3 separate regions of the Sus scrofa genome follow, and regions 2 and 3 are each linked to region 1. A link is a contact called in public HiChIP or PLAC-seq and promoter capture Hi-C data. All regions are on one chromosome and are shown on one strand. The core of a region is the stretch at or near the end of the contact, and the rest is flanking DNA. Distances in the headings are between cores, read along the strand shown. Region 1 holds the start of CASD1 (CAS1 domain-containing protein 1). Region 2 holds the start of ASB4 (ankyrin repeat and SOCS box protein 4). Region 3 holds the start of PON1 (paraoxonase 1).

Region 1 (3,074 bases), core at 364-2,863:
TATCCTCATGGCATTTTTACACAGAAAATTAAGAAAAAAGACAGTCATCAAGGACTTATCCTTGATTACTGAAGGATAATTCATTCTGAAATAAGGAGGTCATATTTCCATTTCTCCACCACACCAATTTGAAAAACCACAGCGAAGGCCTCCTTTCAAACAGCTTCCAACTCGTTTCCATTGCCCATCTCAACTCCTGTCAACCCGTAATTTCTTTCCAAATACCTGCCCCAGTGCCTTTACTTTGCAAAAGTGTGCAGAACCCTTTAAACGTTTCTGAATCACAAAGGCAGGGTGAGACTTCCTCCATTTGGCCAAGAGCATCTTTTACCAGCTGTTACCTCAGCGGCAAGGGAAAATCGGGCGGCCCCTGCCGCTGTCCAACAGCTTGGCCCGGCTGTTCCAGGGCAGAGGCCGGGTACAACAGAGGCTGAAGAACCCAACCCCTGGGGCGCAGGTGACCCCTTGCAGGGCAACCTTGGCCTGATGCGCCCTGGGCTGGCTCTCGAGGGCCGCCTGTTCACCTCCTGCACACAAACCCCGGGCCAGAACCGCCTCCCCCGGCCCAGCCCGCGCCAGAGCCCGGACCCCAGCAGCTCCTCCGGCCAGGCCCGGGTGCGCGCCCCCCGGCCCCAGCGTAGGCGGCTGGCGGGGGCCCAGGACGACGGTCGCCGACCCCATGGCCGCCTGCGCTGGGGTCCACTTGGTCGGCCTGGAGTACCAGGCCCGCCGCGGGGGGCACGTGGGGGCAACGCCTTCCCAGCTGGCCGAGCACGCCGGCGGGCAGCCGCGTGAGCGTGGGCGTGTGTCGGGCGAGTGGGGCCGCCTGCAGCAGCCGCGTCGCCTCCTCCCCCGGCGGGGCAGGGGGAGGGCCCGCTCACCTCGGTAGCGGCGGGAGGCGAGGTGGCACACTGCGAGCAGCAGCACGGCCACCAGCGCCAGCACCTTGGCGCTTCTCACGCTGAAGTAGTGGTTGATCTCCCGCTTGCCCAGGTTGTAGGCCAGAGCCGCCATCTTGGTTCCTCCATGACAACAGTGCGCGGCGGAGCGGGGAAGGGGCGCCACACAGGGGCAGCACTGGGGCTGCCGCCGCCGCAGCCAGGCGAGGAGCCACCACCAGCCCCCGCGGCCGTCACCCGCGCCTCTCGCTGGGGAGACTGACCCCGCTGCCGCCGCCGCCGCTGCGGTACCCACGGCCTCCACCTGCCCCTTCTCGGCCGCGGCAGCCTCGGCGGTCTCCCCCCAGCCCCGCCGCCGCTGCTCCGCCGTGCCCGTTCCCCAGGCGCCCTGGACGCCTGTCTCCTCCCCTTCCTCCTCTTCCTCCTCCTCTTGAGCCTCTCGTCTTAATGGCGGCTGCGCCTGCAAGGGGGCTCCGGACGCCCAGAGCTCCGGGGTCACGAGCCCCAGACGGCCCTCTGGGGTCACGGGGTCACGGGCGGCGGCGGGCGGCGGCAGCGGCGGTGGCAGAGACATGGGGATGTGAGGAGAGCGGACCACGGGTCCAGCCCGACGTGAACGCGAGCCTCGGGCTTTCAATTGACTCACTGAACGCTACCTGAGCCCAGGTTGGGGCAATAAAACTACTGTTACAGAAGAAAAGTACACATCGTTCCACTCCCTCTTTCCCCAACACACCTTTTCCTGAGTTTCCGCTTCCTGAACCTGCCAAGCAGGGTGCTAAGGCCACCTAAATGTCACTGGGGCTTTTAGGCAGGCTGTGTCTGGTCAGCCTGGCTGCCTCTCAGATGCTTGTCGGGTTTTGAGACTGCTGGCAGCCTTAGCACCCAAACCACGGGTGAGACTAGTTTTAACTTTAAATCACTGCTTTGACCCATTTCTCTTGAAAATTGGAAAAAAAAAAATCCTTGGTTTGCCCAATTCCAGTGGGTGAAAGTACACCAGAGTACAGAGTAGAAGGTACAAAATGAACGTAGCTTACTGTAGGTGTTAGAAAGAAAAGAACCCCGCTCTTCATTTGCATTGACACAGGGTTCCCTAGGGGGATGGGCCAAACATGAAGTGTTGTCATTCCTGCGCCTGAAGTTGGTTAATGTTCTGCGGTTAGCCAAAAAAAAAAAAAAAAAAGCACTGCATTTCTTTGCCTTTGTTAAGTGCTTGTTAGCCCCTGTCTCTTTTTTTCACCTGTACTGCCTTCCCGGTGGAATTGGTTATTTGTATTGCTTCCCATTCTATTTGCCTTGTTAGGATGGTTTCAGGTGTTTTCTACAACTTTCCCATTTAGCCATTCCTGAGCTTGTATTTATAGGCCCCCCCTTAAAATGATAGAATGTTAGATATCGAAGGGACTTTAGAGAGTTTGTCACCCCGATTTTTTTAATCCAAGGACTCTTTTTTATTATGTTTTTATCCATGGACCCCATATCTTGAAAAATTTTGTCACTTAAATGAAATTTCATATATCACTGTCATAGATGTAATGCTAATAAGCAATAAAGCTAAGTAAGTGTACAAACACTCGGGACTGTTCCCTGGAAATGGTTGCTTAATTTTGGCTGTCATTCTTCTGATCCAAGGTTGATCACATGCTGAAAGAATTAAATCGGCTATTGTAAAAAACAGATAAATAACTCTGCTTACTGTATATGGTCTACCAATCACATCCTAGAAATTTCTATGATGTCATCAACAGCAAATTAGAATTTTTGATTGGAATGTGATAACCAGTGTTAGCCTGCAGGGTTGATTTAATGCCTGCCAAAAGTAAAGAAACTTGACATTTTTCTTAATTGCAGTTTCCAGAAGGCTTTCTGAAATACTGTAAAGAGCTTGTGGACTTCCTTTTTCCTTCCCTCTAGTTTACAGCTAATCCCTCTCCTATGCTCTGAATCTCTTTCTGTCCCCCTTTCTTGGGGCTGTTGATGACTTCATCAGTTATTCCTTTGTCAGTCATCCTCTCTGTGTTTTCTTTAAACTCTCCTTCTCTCATCAGTATTTCCCTTCCACCAATAATCTTTATCTTATTAGTGACGCTCATTCAGGGACTGTGTTTCTGTGTGTTTACCTCTCCATCTCTTTCCTTCTTTGACAAGTTCTAGAAATAGTAGTGTTGACTT
Region 2 (3,074 bases), core at 253-2,752, 830 kb before region 1:
GCATTCAGTCTTTCACTGAGTAAATTCATAGATGAAAACAGTCACATAGTATAGATTCCTCTTAACAGTGCCTCCATCAACCACATTTTAAAAACCAGACCTCTTCATCTTCCAGTCAAAATAGCAATGCCAATTTATAATAAAACTCTCAAGTAAAAATCATAAATGCAGGAAGTAACTGGCCTCAATGATCTCATCCTTCCTTCGGAACTGACAAGCAGAGTATAGTAAATTAAGGTAGAAATACATATACCATTAGCATTAATTTCTGAAAATTGATGGCACTGATGATCTATACACAAATGGAAAGTATTTAAACCATGAAAAAAGAACTGCTATCTCCCGCTCAACATTGTACACAAGACCTTATCATCTATTTTGTTTAAACAGAAGTGATGTTGAACATGGTGTTTGTTTGCGGTCTGCTTACCAGATGGCCTCGCTACTCAAATTCTCCCATTAACTGGCTGATTTGGGAAATCAGAGTCTGCTCACTTCTATTTTGTTTCTGATTTATTAAGCATGGATTCCAGAAAATCCCTTGATAAGAAAAAAAATCAGTTCTAATTTGTGTCATCCACAGTTTTTCATAAGACAGAGACTCCGTGTTAAGTAGATCTACAATTTTGTTCTGTCATTGCAGTCAAGGAAAAAAGTTAACTTTTTGGCTTTCCTGCCTGAACTGAAAACTCATTAAAATGATGAGGATCATCAAGTTGCTTCAAGGTATCCCCCTGCCCATCTATTAATCCTCCAGATAAGGGCAAAAATCCTCTTATTCCTCCAGATGGACGCAGAGATGATCTATCTTTAAGTGGCCATGTTAACAGAACCCAACCTAGTTATACTGTCTGGATTATATCTTAGCACTCTGTTTAACCATAACCTAGAGATGTCTTCTTTACTCTATGTTGAGGAGGAAGAAGAGTTAGAAATTAAAGAAATTTGCATAACTAAATATGATTATACAGGATTTTGAATTCCAGGCACAAGGATACAGAAAGTAAAGAGAAGGAAAGAAAAGAAAAAGAGGTTTACATATACATATATAAGCCCATTTCACCTAGTTTAAAAAAGAAACAATTACGTGAGAAATGTTTTTAAATATGTAAAGAAACAATAAGAGCTACCAGCTTAGATTGGGTAACTAATGGTTTGCATTTAAAGAAAAATCCATTTTCTATCACTTTTACAACTATACCTATGTTTACCTTGTTTATAAGATGCCAAAACCATATTCTCATCTTCAACTTCAAAAACTGTGTCCACATCTATTTGCCGTTGGATTAAAATGGCCTTCAATTTTCCGAAGTCATTTGACTTTAGAGCCTCAAGGAAATTTCTCTTAACTAACTTGGCAGTTGCAGATTTAGTAACAGGGGCAGCCGGGCCGTCCATCCTTTCTCTCCCTCTGGAAGCTTTGTTGTGATTTATCAGGAGAACAGCACCAAGCAAACAGGCACATGCTAGAGAGTCCACAAACTGTCAGCTAATTTTATCCCAAAGTTATGCTGATCCGTTCTATTTATATAGGGATCATTTCAAACTTCAAAATATCCTTCTTGGCTGTCACTGCACTCTCAGGTCTTTTAAGCTGGTTCTATAATAATTCATTGAATAATATTGCATGTCAAATGAAGGCAAACCCTTGCCATACATTTTAGAGGATAAAATGTCACCATTATTTCTTATATGATCAAAGTAATAATGTAAGATTTAAAAGATCTTAATGCTTTTTTTTTCCCCCTCAGTAAAAACATCTGGTGTGCCCAACTGGATATCCAGTGTCTTGCTCTGATTAACCAATAGCCACAAATGAAAATTTGTTACAGTTGTTGTTACATGTGCTTCTGAAAACCTACAATAATCTGTAGTATGAGCCTGCAAAATCAAGCATGGTCATACACATTTGAAAATGAACATAAGGTTATTAAGTGATTTACACATGAAAAATTTGAATGTCATGAAAGAAAGTGGGGTGGGGTGAGGGTACAGAGTGCTATTTTAGATAAAAAGAGACTAAAGGGACAAAACATCTAACCTTGTATTTTATACACAGGTATAGATATGTGTGTGTGTGTGTGTGTGTGTGTGTGTGTGCATAAATAGAGGATGCAAATGTGGCAAAAAGTTAAAAGTTAGCAAATTTAATGAGGAATTTATATATGTTCATAGTATTAATTTTTCATCTTTTCTGTAAGTTTGAAATCTTTCCAAGTTTAAAAAGCAAGAAAGAAAAATACACTTTCTTTCTTTCTTTTTTTTTTTTTTTTGGGCTGCACCCATGACATATGGAAGTTCCCAGGCTAGGGGTTGAATCTGAGCTATCGCTGTGTCAACCTACACACAGCCATAGCAACACCGGATCCTAGCCACGTCTGTGACCTACACTACAGCTCATGGTAACACTGTATCCTTAACCCACTGAGCAAGGCCAGGATTAAACCTGTGTCTTCATGGATACTAGTCGGGTTCATTTCCACTGTGCCACAACGGAAACTCCAAAATACTCAATTTTTAAATGTGTAAGTCATTACAAATTAGAAAAATTATGATAGAGTTCATTTGAACACAAAGAAATCACATTTTATATATTGTTGGTGAAAGTCAAAACTGGTACAATCTTTTGGCAGAATAATTAGCAACATGAATTTTAAAATTATAATGTATTCTTTTCTTAGAATTTACCTAAGGATATAAATGTGGATGCAAATCATAATATAATATTTTAACTTGTTACACACTGCTATGTAACATAAATATAAGAAAGTAGAAAATGACAAGTGTACAGCATGACAGTTTTTACAAAGTGAATACGCCCTTGTAACCAACCCCCACGTAGAACCACAGAGTAGTTCAGGTAGACTTGAAACTTCCTTATGTCACCTTCTAATCAAAACACTCACCTGATCCCGATGATAACTATTATCTTGACCTTTAATACTGTAGATTAGTTTTGGGGTTTTTTAATGTTTAAAATATTTGTTAATATTCTTAATTTTAAATCTTCAAGAAGATAAAACGTCAACCTTAACATAAAGTATCTGGCCAGAAAAAAAGGATAGATAAATGAA
Region 3 (3,074 bases), core at 376-2,875, 700 kb before region 1:
TGCAGCAGTAGCCAATTAATACAGCAGTAGAGCCTATGACTCATATGTTTGGTTCAAGAAGGTGGGAGAGAAAGAGATGGGTGAACAAAAATGTCTAGACTTGGGGTCTGAGTGACTAGATAGCAGTGGTCCCATTTATTGAAGTGTGGAGGGCTTAGAGGATACAACATGTTGATGTGAGGGAATCAACAGTTCTGCTTTGGAGATATTTTGAAGAATATATTAGACTCTCCAGTGGGAGTGTCAACTAGGCAGCCAGTTAGCAGAAAGTGAGCACTCACCAGCCAGTCATTAAATGTCTAATAAGGGATCACTTTTTGCCAGCCTCTCTTCTACGCCCTGGGATCGCAGTGGGGAAAAGGCAAAAACCCTGACCACAAAAAGCTTACATTTCATTAGGCCACAACAGAGCATGATTGTATAAATAAATCAACAAGTTGATTTCAGAAACAATAAGTGACAGAAGAAAAAATGTGAGGATGTTTCTGGATGTGGCTTACGCCACTTTAAGTAGACATTTCCAGGATGATCTTTTAGAGCCACCATAAGAGGCCTGAGCTAGGTATGGACATTTTGGAAGCACCAGCGCACTGATGGTATGGAAACCCACTGGAATGAGAACTATCCAAGGGCTTCATCATGTTGAGATCAGTGACAGGAGAATCCTGCAAAGAAGACCAAGAAAGCTGGAGAAAGACTGGGAGAGGGTAGAATCATGAATCTAAGACAGGAAAGGATTTAAAAAGAAGGAAGTGGTGATCTGTGCCCAAAGCAGTTACAATCTGAGAATGATTTGCAAACTTGAATAGCACAACTGCATTACTCAATTAAGGCATTCACAGAGACAGCTTCAACTTCACGGGAGAGAACCTGTGTCCCACTTTTCAACAGGAACAATGTCAAAGAATTTGTAGCCATCATTTATCTGTTACAAGAGTTACTAAGATGGAAGCAACAACTGTTGACAAGTATTCCAAAGAGATTTTTTTTTAACAGAGGAGCAGAGAAAGAGAACAGTAAGTAGTTAGAATGTGAGATCAAAGAGCATTTTAACCCAGAAAACTATGAGGAGTGACACTAAAGCATGGGGGTATTTGACGGCAATACTCCAGAAAAGAGGAAGAGGTGGATGTTGTAGGAGAGAGAAATTGTAACTGGGACCAAAATCCTGAAGAAAAGAAAAAAAGGGGGCCCAGAGTAAAAAGAAGAGCTGGCCTTTAGTGAAGCAGGAAACACCTCACTCATGGTAACAGGAGAGAAGGCAGAGATGGGTATGTGGAGGCACCTCCTACTCTGCTTTGCTCAGTAGGGCTTAGAGGGCTCAAGCACAGCCCTCTCTTCCTTCTGTGCGTTTCCAGACTGAGTCACGGTGATCAAGTTACTGAACCCTTCTGAGCCACCAGGATTAGAAGCTTGTTAGCACAAAGTGAGCGCTCCTCAAAGCTCGTCTCTCCTTTCCCACAGCTATTTCCTCTAATCTGCTTGTTTTACCCCCCTTTTCACTCAGTCTAGGCAGCTCGTTCTCAGTCTCCTCTCTTTAAAGTGTCTCAGCGCTGACCTCAAGCCTGAGGTGCAGGGGGCGGGGTGAGCAGCCCGACGGGGAGGGGTGGGACCAACCTTGGGCAGCCTGAGGCTGCAGGCAGGAAAAGTCTCTGGTACATCTCCTATCTTGGGTGCATCTGTCTGTCCATTCTTCCAAGGTCTGTCGGACCATGGCGAAGCTGATGGTGCTCACCCTCTTGGGGCTGGGGCTAGCACTCTTCAGGGATCATCGGTCTTCTTATCTGTAAGTTGGGTTGTGCCGAGGGCTGCTGCATGGTCCTATCTGTCCCACCCTCTAGCCTGGCCCAGGAGGCTCCCCTGATTCCCAAGCAGGTTCCAGGCTCTCAGAAAATCTTCAGGCGAGTGCTGGCCTTATCTGCCACAGCAATTTCATAAATAGCCCACTTTCCCCAGCCACCTGGAAGCATACCCTTGCTCTCCGCCTGGGAGAGAGGTTAAAAAGACTCATGGGTGTGAGCGGCCAAGCTGTTGGCACACACAATTTTTCATGAATATAGGTGTATCTTGGCTAGATTCACTTCTCAACTTTTGCTTCAAAACAGATAACCAGAGTGGCAGGGGGCGGGAGGCATGATATTGTGTGAGTTAGAGAAGGAGTTCCTGCCTTGGCTGCCTGGACATTCTCAATTTTGAGGCCGCACTGTTAAGAGAGACAGAAAACTCGTGTGGGGAGAAGCAGGTAGGAAAGAATGGGCCACCTGCTCCAGTGGGGGCTGGGTGGGGCCAAGGGGAGAGAACACCAGCATTGGCATTTGACCTCCTGGGCTCTTGCTACATCCCTCCCACTGTGGGATCTTAAACAAATGACTTTATATTTCTAAATTATTAGCTGCTTCAATAAACCTTGTATCAGAAGCATCTAACACTGTGCCTGGATATAGTGACTATTCAATAAATGTTAGTGCCCTGCTTTCCTTAAAGTATTTTATAAACCTTCAAGTACTCACAAGGGGAAAAAAATGTTTTTAAGACTATATCAGGAGTTTCACAGTAACTTTTTTAAGGGTTCAAAGTCTAGAGATCATCTTAATCCCTAAGGCTTAATCAGTAATACCCTGTTGTTATTTACTTTGAAGTAAAACATTACTAAAAATCAAACTGAACATTTGGGTTTTTAGAAAAAAATCATATGACCCTATGGACTGCTAAGAAACTTAAATTCAGAGTAAGTTTTATAACTATTGGGGTTTTTTCTTCTAATGGTTGGTTATTTTTGGAATCACAAACTGTTAGAAAAACGTAAGAAAGAGTGATTTGGGGTTTTTAATCATGTAAAATTACCATATGTGGATTTTCATTGATCATAGTACTATTCGTTGCCAAATGAGAATATATCATGTATTATGTACATACATAAAATAGTAATGTATATAAATATATCATATTTTATATATATATATTTGTGTTCATTGTGGTATTACCTATAATGAAAATAAATGAGATATAAATGTCTGACACCCCTTCTAGGCTTTCTCTTTTTGATTCTCCCTAGGTTTGTTCTGCCCATATTT

Evidence for each region. Promoter capture Hi-C pulls out the DNA fragments that hold promoters and counts their contacts. HiChIP or PLAC-seq counts read pairs in DNA pulled down with a chosen protein or histone mark.
Region 2: a promoter capture Hi-C map of fetal skeletal muscle shows a contact between it and region 1, with 5 times the contacts expected there. The contact joins the promoter of ASB4 here to the promoter of CASD1 in region 1. A contact is called at or near these places in 2 of 5 promoter capture datasets (fetal skeletal muscle and liver) and 1 of 2 datasets of contacts at active chromatin or transcription factors (skeletal muscle).
Region 3: an H3K27ac HiChIP or PLAC-seq map of alveolar macrophages shows a contact between it and region 1. The contact joins the promoter of PON1 here to the promoter of CASD1 in region 1. A contact is called at or near these places in 1 of 5 promoter capture datasets (fetal liver) and 1 of 2 datasets of contacts at active chromatin or transcription factors (alveolar macrophages).

Annotation. Positions count from the first base shown.
Region 1 is chr9:74,275,072-74,278,145 of Sscrofa11.1, reverse strand. It overlaps CASD1 (CAS1 domain-containing protein 1), which reads right to left and starts at 1,613. Exons shown (of 18, transcript XM_021063369.1): 1 at 882-1,613. The coding sequence starts at 1,473.
Region 2 is chr9:75,108,806-75,111,879 of Sscrofa11.1, reverse strand. It overlaps ASB4 (ankyrin repeat and SOCS box protein 4), which reads right to left and starts at 1,502. Exons shown (of 6, transcript XM_021102414.1): 1 at 1,212-1,502. The coding sequence starts at 1,398.
Region 3 is chr9:74,973,259-74,976,332 of Sscrofa11.1, reverse strand. It overlaps PON1 (paraoxonase 1), which reads left to right and starts at 1,625. Exons shown (of 9, transcript NM_001097515.2): 1 at 1,625-1,786. The coding sequence starts at 1,713.